2 separate regions of the Mus musculus genome follow, and region 2 is linked to region 1. A link is a contact called in public promoter capture Hi-C data. All regions are on one chromosome and are shown on one strand. Each heading gives the region's core, a stretch centred on a gene start, on an enhancer-like site or on the middle of the called end of the contact. The rest is flanking DNA. Distances are from core to core; before and after follow the strand shown. Region 1 holds the start of Pou4f2 (POU domain, class 4, transcription factor 2). Region 2 holds the start of Crnde (colorectal neoplasia differentially expressed (non-protein coding)).

Evidence for each region. Promoter capture Hi-C pulls out the DNA fragments that hold promoters and counts their contacts.
Region 2: a contact with region 1 is called in a promoter capture Hi-C map of hippocampal neurons, with 6 times the contacts expected there. The contact joins the promoter of Crnde here to the promoter of Pou4f2 in region 1. A contact is called at or near these places in 1 of 39 promoter capture datasets (hippocampal neurons) and 1 of 484 Hi-C or Micro-C datasets (embryonic stem cells).

Annotation. Positions count from the first base shown.
Region 1 is chr8:78,434,448-78,439,921 of GRCm38.p6, forward strand. Pou4f2 (POU domain, class 4, transcription factor 2) reads right to left here and starts at 2,200. Exons shown (of 2, transcript NM_138944.3): 1 at 1,664-2,200; 2 at 1-1,231. The coding sequence starts at 1,957. The coding sequence ends at 290.
Region 2 is chr8:92,353,637-92,359,110 of GRCm38.p6, forward strand. Crnde (colorectal neoplasia differentially expressed (non-protein coding)) reads right to left here and starts at 2,484. Exons shown (of 4, transcript NR_110452.1): 1 at 2,052-2,484. Irx5 (Iroquois homeobox 5) reads left to right here and starts at 4,160. Exons shown (of 3, transcript NM_018826.2): 1 at 4,160-4,793. The coding sequence starts at 4,548.

The DNA.
Region 1 (5,474 bases), core at 950-3,449:
AGCCGAGCAGCCCAGGTGCAGTTAAAGGGGACAGCTCTGCTACAACTTGACAAATTCCTTTTCGTGTTGTGTTGTTTGTGGTTTTGGTTTTTCTTCACTGCGAAACCGGTTCACAATCTCTCTGATTTGGGCTCAGCTGCTTGCTTCTTTGCTCCTGGCTTGGTCTGGGTTCACATTTACCGGAATTGTTTTCTGATAGCCAAAGTAGAAAGGAAAGAGGCAGAAGAGACAAGAAGGGGGTTAGAAAAAAAGAGGGCGAAGGGAAAGGGCCATCCCTGGAGAAGGGTCCCTAAATGCCGGCAGAGTATTTCATTCTCTTCTGTTTCTGCCTCTGGTTGCAGAACCAGACGCGCACCACATTTTTCTTGAGATCCAGCTTTTCGGCGATGGCCGCGATCTTCTCCGAGGAGGGCCTTGGCTGGATGGCGAAGTAGGCTTCCAGAGAGCGCTTCTCCGGCGCCGCGATGGACGTGCGCTTGCGCTTCTTCTCCGCGCCATTGAAGAGCTCCGGCTTAGTGAGCTTCTCGCGGTGGGATTTCTCAGCTTCCTCCAGCCACGCCTGCAGGATGGGCTTGAGCGCGATCATGTTGTTGTGTGACAGCGTGAGAGACTCAAACCTGCAGATGGTGCTCTGGCTGAGCGAGCCCACGCCCGGGATCTTGAGGTTGGCCAGCGCCGAGCCCACATCTGCCTGGGTCACTCCCAGCTTGATGCGTCGCTGCTTGAAACGCTCGGCGAACGCCTCCAGGTCCCGCGGGTCTGCATCCACGTCGCTCATGCAGCCCATGTGCGAGGGCAGCCCATGTGCGTGGGCCATGCTCAGGGCTGCTTGGTGCATGGGGTTCATGGTGGCCATGTGTGGTGCGTGAGCCGGAGTGGACACCACCGTGCCGTCGGGGCCCGCCATAGCTCCCAGGGCCAGCCCGGGGCTTAGGTGCTCAAGCAGCTCGCCCTCCAGCGCCTGGTGCGGCTGGTGATGGTGGTGATGGTGGTGGTGGTGGTGGTGATGGGTGCCAGCCAGAGCGGACGGGTGCGAGATGGGCACAGAAGAAGAGGAGGCTGCCGACGTGCACGGGATGGTGTTCATGGTGTGGTAAGTGGCGTCCGGCTTGAAGGGGCTGTGGTGGGGCGGATGGTGGTGGTGGCTCTTACTCTGGGAGACGATGTCCACGGCGGCCAGAGCCTCGGCACGGGCCAGCAGACTCTCATCCAGCCCGCCGAATATATTGCTCTGCAATTGTAAGTAGAAGGCACACATTACGCTCAGCAGGGAATTGTGAGCGCTCTCTCCGGAAGCCCCCGGCCCAGGGCTCGCCACCGCCACCGTGCCTACAGCATTCCCAGAACGTTAAAATAATAATAATGACAGTGATCCTGAAACTCGGCAGCGAGAAGAGAGGGGAAGCCTGCGCGAGAAGCCAATGTGCAGGGGGAGGAAAAGTGAGCCACAGACAACACAACACAACACAACACAACACGCGCACAGGCAGCATCCCAGGTCATAAAAATTAATATGAAAGGCAAGACCCGTTGAATACTTAAGAGAGGGGGGATTGGTTGGAGGTGTGGGGTGATTTGCTGTGCAGACATGAAAAAAACATCAAGCAGATAAAGGAGGCTGTCAAAATGTGCCTTTAAGCGGTGATTATGCAGACATACGCACCGGTGGGGTTGGAAGACAAGCTCTCCGCATCGCCTCCGAGCCCCCGCCGCCGCCGCTGCCGCCGCTGCCACTGCTGCTGGAACTGCTGCTCCGGCCGCCGCCGCCTCCGCCTCCGCCGCCACCGCCGCCGCCGCCAGCGTTGCTGGAGCTGCTAGGGGAACTGGCCGAGGGCGCCGCGGGCGCAGAGGAGCCCGGGGAGGCACTGTGTAGCGCCGAGTACTTGGGCTCCACGTGCAGGCTGCCTGCGTGAGGCATGCTGAACGCCTGCTTGCTGTTCAGGGACATCATCATCATCTTTCCTTGCGCGGCGCGCTCGTCGCTGGCGCACTCCGGTCCCAGCTACCCGACCCTCCGGAGAAGTACCCGGCCGGAGCAGCAGAGGGAACAACACTGCAAAGTTGTGCTCAGCCGCCACTGCTTCCAGGCCCGGTTCTCCCAGTGTGGCCGCTAGCTCCGCTCCTGTGTCTCCCGCTAGGTCTGCCCGAGAGGTTGCCCTGCTCCGGGTGGCTCTGGCTTCAGACCTCAGCACCCCAAAGTGCCCCAGCTCATCGAGGCGGTGGAGTTATAGTCCCCTCTTCCCGCGCCTGACCCCCGCCCGCCCTCCCCCTCCTTCCCTCCCCCGCCCTCTCCTGCCAGGACGCACTGCTCTGGGTGGGTTTCTCCCCGCCCTGGCTCCCCGCAGGCTCCGGTCCTTTCAGTTCTCCCTGCACCCGCCCCTCTCTCTCTGCCACGGGACCCGCAGCCTTCCCTGCCCCGGCAGGCGCTCTGCTGTTACCACTCCTACGCCGCGCCTGCAACTCCTGATTCTAATCGCGCCCCAGCTCAACCCCACCCAACTAGCCAGGTCGGTGCTTCGGGCCACCCCCACCCGGCAGTGCCAGTCACCTAAATGACAGTCTCCAGATCTTCCCGCCTCCCTCGGGAAAAAAAAAAAAAAAACTCCCCCTAAAAGTTGCGTTCCAAGCCAATCTTGGAAGCGACTAGCCCTGAACTGTGAGGTGCACCTTACCTGGCCACCTGCTCTCCTGCCCTCTGCTTACCACTAAGTTTCAGGGGCCCTCCCCTCCCGTCAGCTCCAGTGACCCTGATTCCCCTGGATGAGGATCTAGACGCTGCGGCGACCCGGGTCCTCTGCTCTGCTCTGAGCTCCCGCCTTGATGCGTGCTGAGGTCAGCCCCGGGCTTTGCATCCCACCGCCCGGCGGGTGCCTAGTGCAGAAAGACGTGGGTCTGCCCGGCTGCAGGGCTTCCTCTCCCTCGATTTCCCTCAGCTCTCAGCGGATTGGACAGCCACACAGCCCGTTAGTGTCCTCTATGCGCATGCGACTCCCCCCTTTATGAGCATATCACCCTCTAACACATGTACAGATTCCTCTCCTCCCACCCCCTTCTCTTTTTCCACCTCCTCCCTATGTCCAGTACAGGGTGAGCTGGGACTTGGGAGGATCTCCTGGCAAACCCTGACTCTGGGATGTATTATTCTTCATTAGCTACAATCAAAGGGAAAGGAGCAACTGACAGGACGAGAAGGGCCAGAAATACAGAGCGCATGTGCTGCCGAATGCCACTAACACCGTGTACACGTACACACACACACACTCACTCACTCACTCAAACGCGCGTGCACACACACTCACACAAACACACACACTCAGACTGGCGTAAGTCCCACTTATCTTCATTTCTACAGTCACTGTGTGCAGAGACTATTTTTTGCTTACACTTTGCTCCCACTTTTGTGCTAGTGCAAACCACTTTCCTGGAAGTGAACACACATTCTGAGTTCCAGTTCAAAAGCAGACAGTGTGGCCCACTCCCCAGCCCCAACCCCCCCAAACACAACCTATTTCCTCTCCTTCCCATCCTTCCCCTCCGTCCTGCGGCACTTGGGGCTACCCTCGCCTTCCAGAGCGCGGAAAGACACTAGGTGCATATACCGATGAGGACCTGCGGGTGGCTGGTCCGGGACAGGGGTGATCCGGAACAGGTGCAGGCCCTGGGAGCTTGGGAGGGCCAGCAGGTGTGAGAGCAAGCAGAAGGCCTAAGAGGCACTGGCGCGAGCTAGGACAAAAACAAAGTGGAGGGCAAGCGTGGAAAGGGGAGCCCTCTGGGAGTCAGCACCCGGAAGCCCTGCGGCGGTAGCGGCGAACAGGAAACCGTGGATCCTCCCCTGACCTCATCCAGGCCGGGGCTGGCAGGTTCAAGTTAGGAAAGCTGTCGTCGGAATACTCCCCCCCCCCCCCCACCCCAAAGCCTCTGCTTTGACAACGCGATGGGATCTGTCCGTGGTGCTTAAATCTCTGCTGCTTTGCCAGTCTGGAGCCCGCCTTTCTCTTCCCCTGCGTAAAGGAAAATAATAAACAGTAGCCAAAGGGGATTCCTACGAGCCATGTTCTCCACTGAGAGCCCTAAGAAGCCTGGGCAAGGACTCGGAGAGGGGGGTGTTGACATGAAAGAACGTGGCTGTGTGCAAGACTGTTCAAGTAAGTGCTTAGGTGTTTAATTTCTACCTCAACAGCCAAGGTAATTTTCAAGGAAATAAAAAAAAAATAACATTGTGCAGTTCTCACTGTCTCAAGCTTCACGAAATGAAATAAATCAAAGTTAAAAGCTTGAGTATCATTTAATTATAGTGTGAACAGCGCTTTGAAAGAAGTACAACAGCATCTCTAAACAAATTATGACCCAGCTAGGAAGGAATTATTAGATTGAAATTTCATTTAGGCTCGGGAGACACCGAGCTTCACCGTGTAATCTGCTATGCCTCGTCTGATTTGTATGCTTAATTCAGCTTGACGAATTTATTAGTTTTCATAATAGTGAAAAAATGAACAGGACTGTGGGCATTGTGTGTATATAAATTGTATGTCGTCGTGGAAAAGCTGGAGTCTATAGAAATCTTTTATTAATGCCAGTATAAAAGAGAGAATTTTTGTGCATGCCTTAGCGAGGTCCATGCCAAACCCCATTGCCAGTGTCTTGCTGGTCCATTAACATATCGCCATACTAATTAGACCACTTCATCAGTGATATAATTTCAAACTTCAAATTATGTTCTAATTAACAAGGGTTGTCCAATTTGCTTAATCTTCAAAAGGCTTTGGATGGTCTAATTAGTATAAACTGTTGAGCATCTCAAATGACTAATAAAAATCCACTGAAATACATGGGTATGTTTTTTCTCAGTGTTGAGTGAGGAAGGACCACATGCCCAAAGAAATTCTGAGCAGAGTAGGAAACATCAGGAAGACAAATGTTTTCCTCCACCTAATTCCCCCAGACTGTTACAGGGAGTGAGGTACAGAAAGAGAAAAAACTTTGTGGTATTTCAACTCCTAAGTAGTGTGTTTATGTGTATAAATAAAGGCACAAAAGATACCAAGGAGGGAAACCGCATGGGGAAGGATTCTTCCCTTTCATTAGGTGTCTAATTAGATGTAAAGTCAAAAGCAGCCCTGAGGACTTGCCCAAACACTATTGTGGCAACAGTCTGCTGAACTTGAATTGCAAAATCAAATATTTGGGGTGTTTTGAACTTCTCTTTGTCCCTCCTCTTTCACTGTGCTTAATCACTTGTAATAGTTGTATTAATGTATGTTGTCATCTGGGAGTATTGAGAAATGCATATCGTTAATATGAATTAATCTTGATTTTAATACCAACTGACAACTGATCTCAAAAATGCTAAACACTTGTCACCACTTTATATGGTAAATAAGATAGTATAATAAATTCATGAAATAGAGAGGATACTGTTGAACTGACTGGACAAACTTTGTTTAATATGAAATTTATTGACTAAACTATTCCTT
Region 2 (5,474 bases), core at 1,234-3,733, about 14 Mb after region 1:
CTTCCAGGAAATGTTGAGCTACAAAGAGGAGGGAAGATTTTAATGTAGCACTTATGTTAACCGGCCTGAGGTGCACGGCAAGCCGAGGGTGAGCCACCAGCATCCCCCCTTTGTTGTTCTCACCCCCATTCCTAGTGGAGGATGGTGATATTATTTTAGTGAGTAACCAGGTTATCGTCTGGGTACTAACCTAGTACCGTATCATCACTTGCTCACCAGTTAAAATATATAACACAGTATTCTGGGAGGAGTGAAAGTTTCCCTCATTTCTACAAACGAAAAGGAGGCATCCCATAAACACTGCAGCTATGCACTTGATAATATGAAAAGAGAATGATTTTACATCACCAAGGCTCTTGGGAAGGCTCTTTCCTTCCTCAGACCTTAAAAGGGATACATTTCTCTACTGTTTACATTTTCAGTATTTCCCTGTTTCATGCACACTAAACGCGTCTTCCTCAACAGATTGATTCCAACCATTAATGATTGTCTGCCTAACAATACAGCCCTCTATTTTACGCTTTGCTTTAGAAATTGAGAGCCATAATTCCACAAAGACAGAGCACAAAGAAAGCCAACACAAAGTATTGCCAAAAAGCCACAAGTAGTATCAGAGCATGCCAGAACACTTAACATTAAACTATCATTCCTCTCTAAAACTTCTGTTGCCAAAGAATCTGTCTCACAAAATCTGGAAGCTCAAAGACAGCTTTCAAGAGCAATTAAAGTCTCCAAAAGCAAAACTGTACAAAATTATGTCCTCTCCTTGTGTCTCCATTTATAGACAACATTTTCTCTGGATCTTAATTAAGATAACGATGCACACCTGTGTCAACATTCTCCAGCAAGACAGCCTTATCAATCATAATCCTTTAAGAACACTCGAAAACAGCCAAGCGATAGGACAGAAGCAATCTGTTGCCTTTCCTGATGCTGCTGCTGTGTCTCAGCCACAGAAATGACGAGATCTTTAAAATCCTGCGGGTCTACTTTTGTAAGTCTTTAAAGTTTTCACTGTAAACAACTATTACACTAAGCAAACAGGCGTCACCTCCTTTGCACTTGATAGAAACAATGACAGCCCTACTTGTCCAGAACTTGAAGAGCAAGCGCCATGCCAGATCTTGGCAGCACAATCGTAGGTCTTATTTTAAAGCTCGATGTTTTAAGAGCTAGGCATAACTAGATCCGTGCAGACACGACAAACCAATAAACCCTTGGCAAGTTTTTAAATGAAGCTTAACAAGCCAACATTAAAAACAGAGTAACCTAGCCCTAGTACATGTTTAGAAATATACAAATGCAGCAGTAAGGGGGAATAAACGAGTCTTGGTGATCTGGCATGAGGGTCCTACCTCTGCTGGTGTATAAAAAGCTTCAGCGACAAGAGACCCGGAACTACAGCTAACAAGTGAACAGTTTCCCAAATGGAAAAGCTGACGGAACAGAAAGGAAAAAAAAAAAAAGGTGTTTGTGTGGGGAGGAGTGTTGATTCTCCCCTAGTATCAAGATAAAAAGTTAAAACCTTGTGTTTGCCAGCAAGAATGTGTTTACCAAGCGAGAATATAAAAGCTTTCTTGTAAACATGGAGAAAAGGACGCCAGATGCTATCTGAGTTCCGTCTGCCTGCTAATGATCAGCTTTCGCCTTCCCTCTCTTATTAACGCGGTTCTGTATCAGACGCAGGCGGCTGAGGCCAGCAGAGCAGCAGAGCCATCAGTGTGCAAATAAAGCAGAAAATAGAGACATCCTTAAGAAATGAGCCTTAAATTTGATGTAGAGCGGAGGTGACAACCAGAGAAACAAAATCGCAAATTCTAAATGTTTCAATATCTTGCAGGACACTTTCTAGTCCTTCACACACACCAAAAAAAATAAAAAAAATAAAAAAAATAAAAAAAAAGAGAGAGAGAGAGAGAGAGAGAGCAGAAAAAATATAGAGTGGGGAGCAAGATGGGGAGGGGGAGACAGAAACAGTCAAGTCGCCCAAGTGGCAGGATTATGTAATGAGGATGTCTGCGTGACAGACTTGGGCTCTCGGTGGCACAAACCTCCTTGGCTCGCTTTCAGAAGTCTTCGTCCTGGACCAGAGCCGAGACACTGATGCCGGGGACACGCGTGGGCCAGGGAGACACGCCCACGCGCGCCTGCCCGCACTCAGACCGCGGGGCCCTGCTGCGTCCACCGCCATCGGCTTGGTGCGCGGCTCTGCGCGGGCCGCGGACGCTCCCTCGTGGCAGGCCGCGCCGACCGTTAGCCGGGCTGAGCGGGCGGAGCCGGGGGGCGGTGCGGACGCGGGAGGCGGGGACCCGCGCGTCGGGGCGGGGACGCTCCCTGAAGAGCTCCGGCCTACCCCGAACCCGGAATGGTCAGCCCGAGAGGCAGCCTCAGGCCGCCGCACGCTCTCCAGGGCTCCGGTTTCGCGTGCCGATCAGTCTAGCTCGCAGCCGCCCGCTTCAGCAGCCGACCGCTTCTGGTCTCCATGACAATACGCAGCCAAAGACCCTCCCAGCCACGCCCCCTGGCGCTGGAACTCCGAGGGAAGCGGATTACGTCATCCAGAGGAGGGGCTAATGGAGACCAACGCCCAATCAGAGGCGAAGCTGTGTAGGGGAAGGGCGGGGTAGGCCTAGAGGTTCTTGGAGAATGTAGTCCGCGGGGTCCAACCTCTCGGGGGCGGAACCTGTATCCTGAGTGCTAAGTGAGGGGGCAGTCTGCGCGCGTGCGTGAATGCGCGCCGCGGTGCGGGTCCCTGTGCGATCCGCGTGGGGTTAGTGTTTGCCACGGCCCCAACCGAGCAAACTGCTTGCTGGCTAGTGAGAATCATTACAGGAAACTTTGTGTATTGTTACGCTCCAGCCTGCGCGTGGCTGGGTTGTGAAAGGCCACAAAATGCTTGATGTGTGGTGTGTGCACTCTGCCGCCGGCGGTCCTGGTTTACCAGCGCCCCTGTCTGTCCCAAAGCTTCAGTGCGTTTGTAATTTGCGGCGGCGGGAGGTGGAGACCAGGGACTAGGGTCTGTTTTGCCTTCTCACTGTGTGGCCGTGGGGGGTTTGGGGAGGGGGTGTTCCGAGAACTCTGCCTGGGACTCTGTGGTGTGTGTTTGCCGGGCCAGCGCCTCGCTGAACAAACAGCGGTTGGGTTGGACACTGTTCACTGCCCAGTGTTTGCAGTGGAACTGGGGCGGGGGCGAGCGAGGGTGGAAGGCGACTTAGTGGAACAAAAGGGGCGAGACCCCACACCCTCCGGCTCCACAGACCTGACGGGGCAAGCTGCTCGTGGCTAGACATGAGAAGCAGGCATCGCTACTTGGGATGGCAAGGGGCCGGGGGCGTCTGGGGGACCGACTCGGGTAGAACAGCTTCTCCGTCGGGCACTTCTTGCCCACTGCCTTCCTCGTTCCAGAGAAAAGTCACACCCCCAGCCAGAGACCCCAGAGTCTCCTCTCTAGCCTCTTCTCGTCGTCTGCCAGGGATGGGTGGAAGGAAGGGCTAGCGGGGCCCCTTCTACTTAGGCCTGGCTCTTGCCCACCTGCTGCAGTTGCTGGCGCAGAAAGGCGGTCATCTCGGCCTCGCTGTGCCCTGAGCGCCGGCATCCATCGACTCTCCCTGGGATCTGAATTCCAGGTCTCCAGCTCAACCTAGAGACCTCCGGCAGGAGGGAGAAGCCACTGTGGAGCGTGGAGGGAGAAAAACCACCTCCCAGCCCAGCTCTCGGGAGAACAAGACGTCCGCCAACTTCGCTATTCGCACTGGCGAGGAGGGCGCAGAGCGTTCTCCCGAGCGCAGCCCGCTGCATCTTTCCCTTTGTGTTCCCGAACGGCCCGAGCCAAGACTAAGGCCAGTTGTACGTCGAGATTGCCGCTCCGCCCAGAGTTAGCAAAAGGAGAGCAAAGTTGGAAGCGATCGGCGCGCTTGGGATGTGATTGTCATCCTGGGGCCGGCGCTCGAGAGTCTGAGAAAGAGAGAAGGAGAGGAAGAGTCGGGAGGGAGGAGGGGGAGGCCGGGCAGAGGAGGAGAGGGGGGTGGCGGAGGAGAGGCGGGCGCTAGGGAGGGGCGAGGGGAGCGCCAGTGAGCGGGAGAGGAGCCGGGGAGGAACAGGGAGAGGGCGAGACGCGCCTGGCGGCCGGGTTGGCTGCCGCCGGCCAGAGGCTCCTGCCAGTCCCCCCACCGACTACACCCCGGGAAGGAGGAGCTTCGCGCGCACACAAGGCGTCAGAATCCTCAATTTCCAACTTAGCATCTTGGCAGGACCTTTGCAAAGCCAAAAGCAGAGCCCCCCGGTGCAAAGAGCGAGGGAGGGGGGTGGGGGGAGAGAAAGCCTAGCCCGGGCAAGCGGGGCGCGCAGAGGAGCGGGCGCGGCGGTCGCAGCCAGAGGCGCGCGGGAAGCCAACCAGGAGGCGCCGCGGGCCGGAGCCCGGGAGCCGGGGCTCGAAGAGCTGCGGCCCGGGGCAGCCAGAAGCCAGGTGCCCTCTCGCTCGCCCTCGCAGGGCGCCGCCCGGCTCGTTGGCCGCCGCGGCGCGGCGCGCCCCATGCCCGTGTGTGGCCATGTCCTACCCGCAGGGCTACTTGTACCAGCCGTCCGCCTCGCTGGCGCTCTACTCGTGCCCCGCATACAGCACCAGCGTCATTTCGGGGCCCCGCACGGATGAGCTCGGCCGCTCTTCTTCGGGCTCCGCGTTCTCGCCCTACGCTGGCTCCACTGCCTTCACGGCTCCCTCGCCCGGCTACAACTCGCACCTCCAGTACGGCGCCGACCCCGCGGCTGCGGCCGCCGCTGCCTTCTCTTACGTGGTGAGTGTGAGCTGGGTCCGAGGCGGGCGGGCGGGCGGGCGAGCGAGCGGGCAGCCGGGGCCAGGCCTGCAGAGCCCGGTTGCGGTGGACACGGGCCTAGGCGCCACCTCACCCGCCAAGCTTCGCGGCCCTTGCAAACTTGAGCAATTGTCTAATTCAGCTTCACTCGAGCCGCGGGCTCCGGAGTGGCTCTGGCGAAAGCCGCGTCTTGCTGGGATCGCCGAGCTGAAGGGAAGGCTTTGGGGCGCGGGGAGGGGGGGGGATTGATTGGTCTTTACTATAAAGAACGGCATTTGGCTCAAAGCTCTGGGACAACCCGCAAATTTCTTCTTCTTCTTCCTCCTCTTTCTTTTGGTTTTGCCATGTTGGAAAAAGTAGTTCAAAAGAAGCCGACCGGAATTCCAAACAGTAGTAGTGTGCTAAATCTATGTAAATGTGTTTGGCCTCGCCTTTAATTAATCCCCAAAATGTTGCAAATCCGTAATCCTATCTTCGCAATCCGATTTGGAAGTATTAAATTTCTGAAACGGCCAGCGAGATGCGGTGTATCCGGGTTTTTACGGCGGGGTGTGATTTCTGGAAAAGCGCAACGGCTTCGGTTAGGGATAGCATTTTTAGACCGTCGGTGTGCAAGCTAAGGCTCAGCTTGTCTATCGCATTTCTTTGAAGATTAAAGAAAGA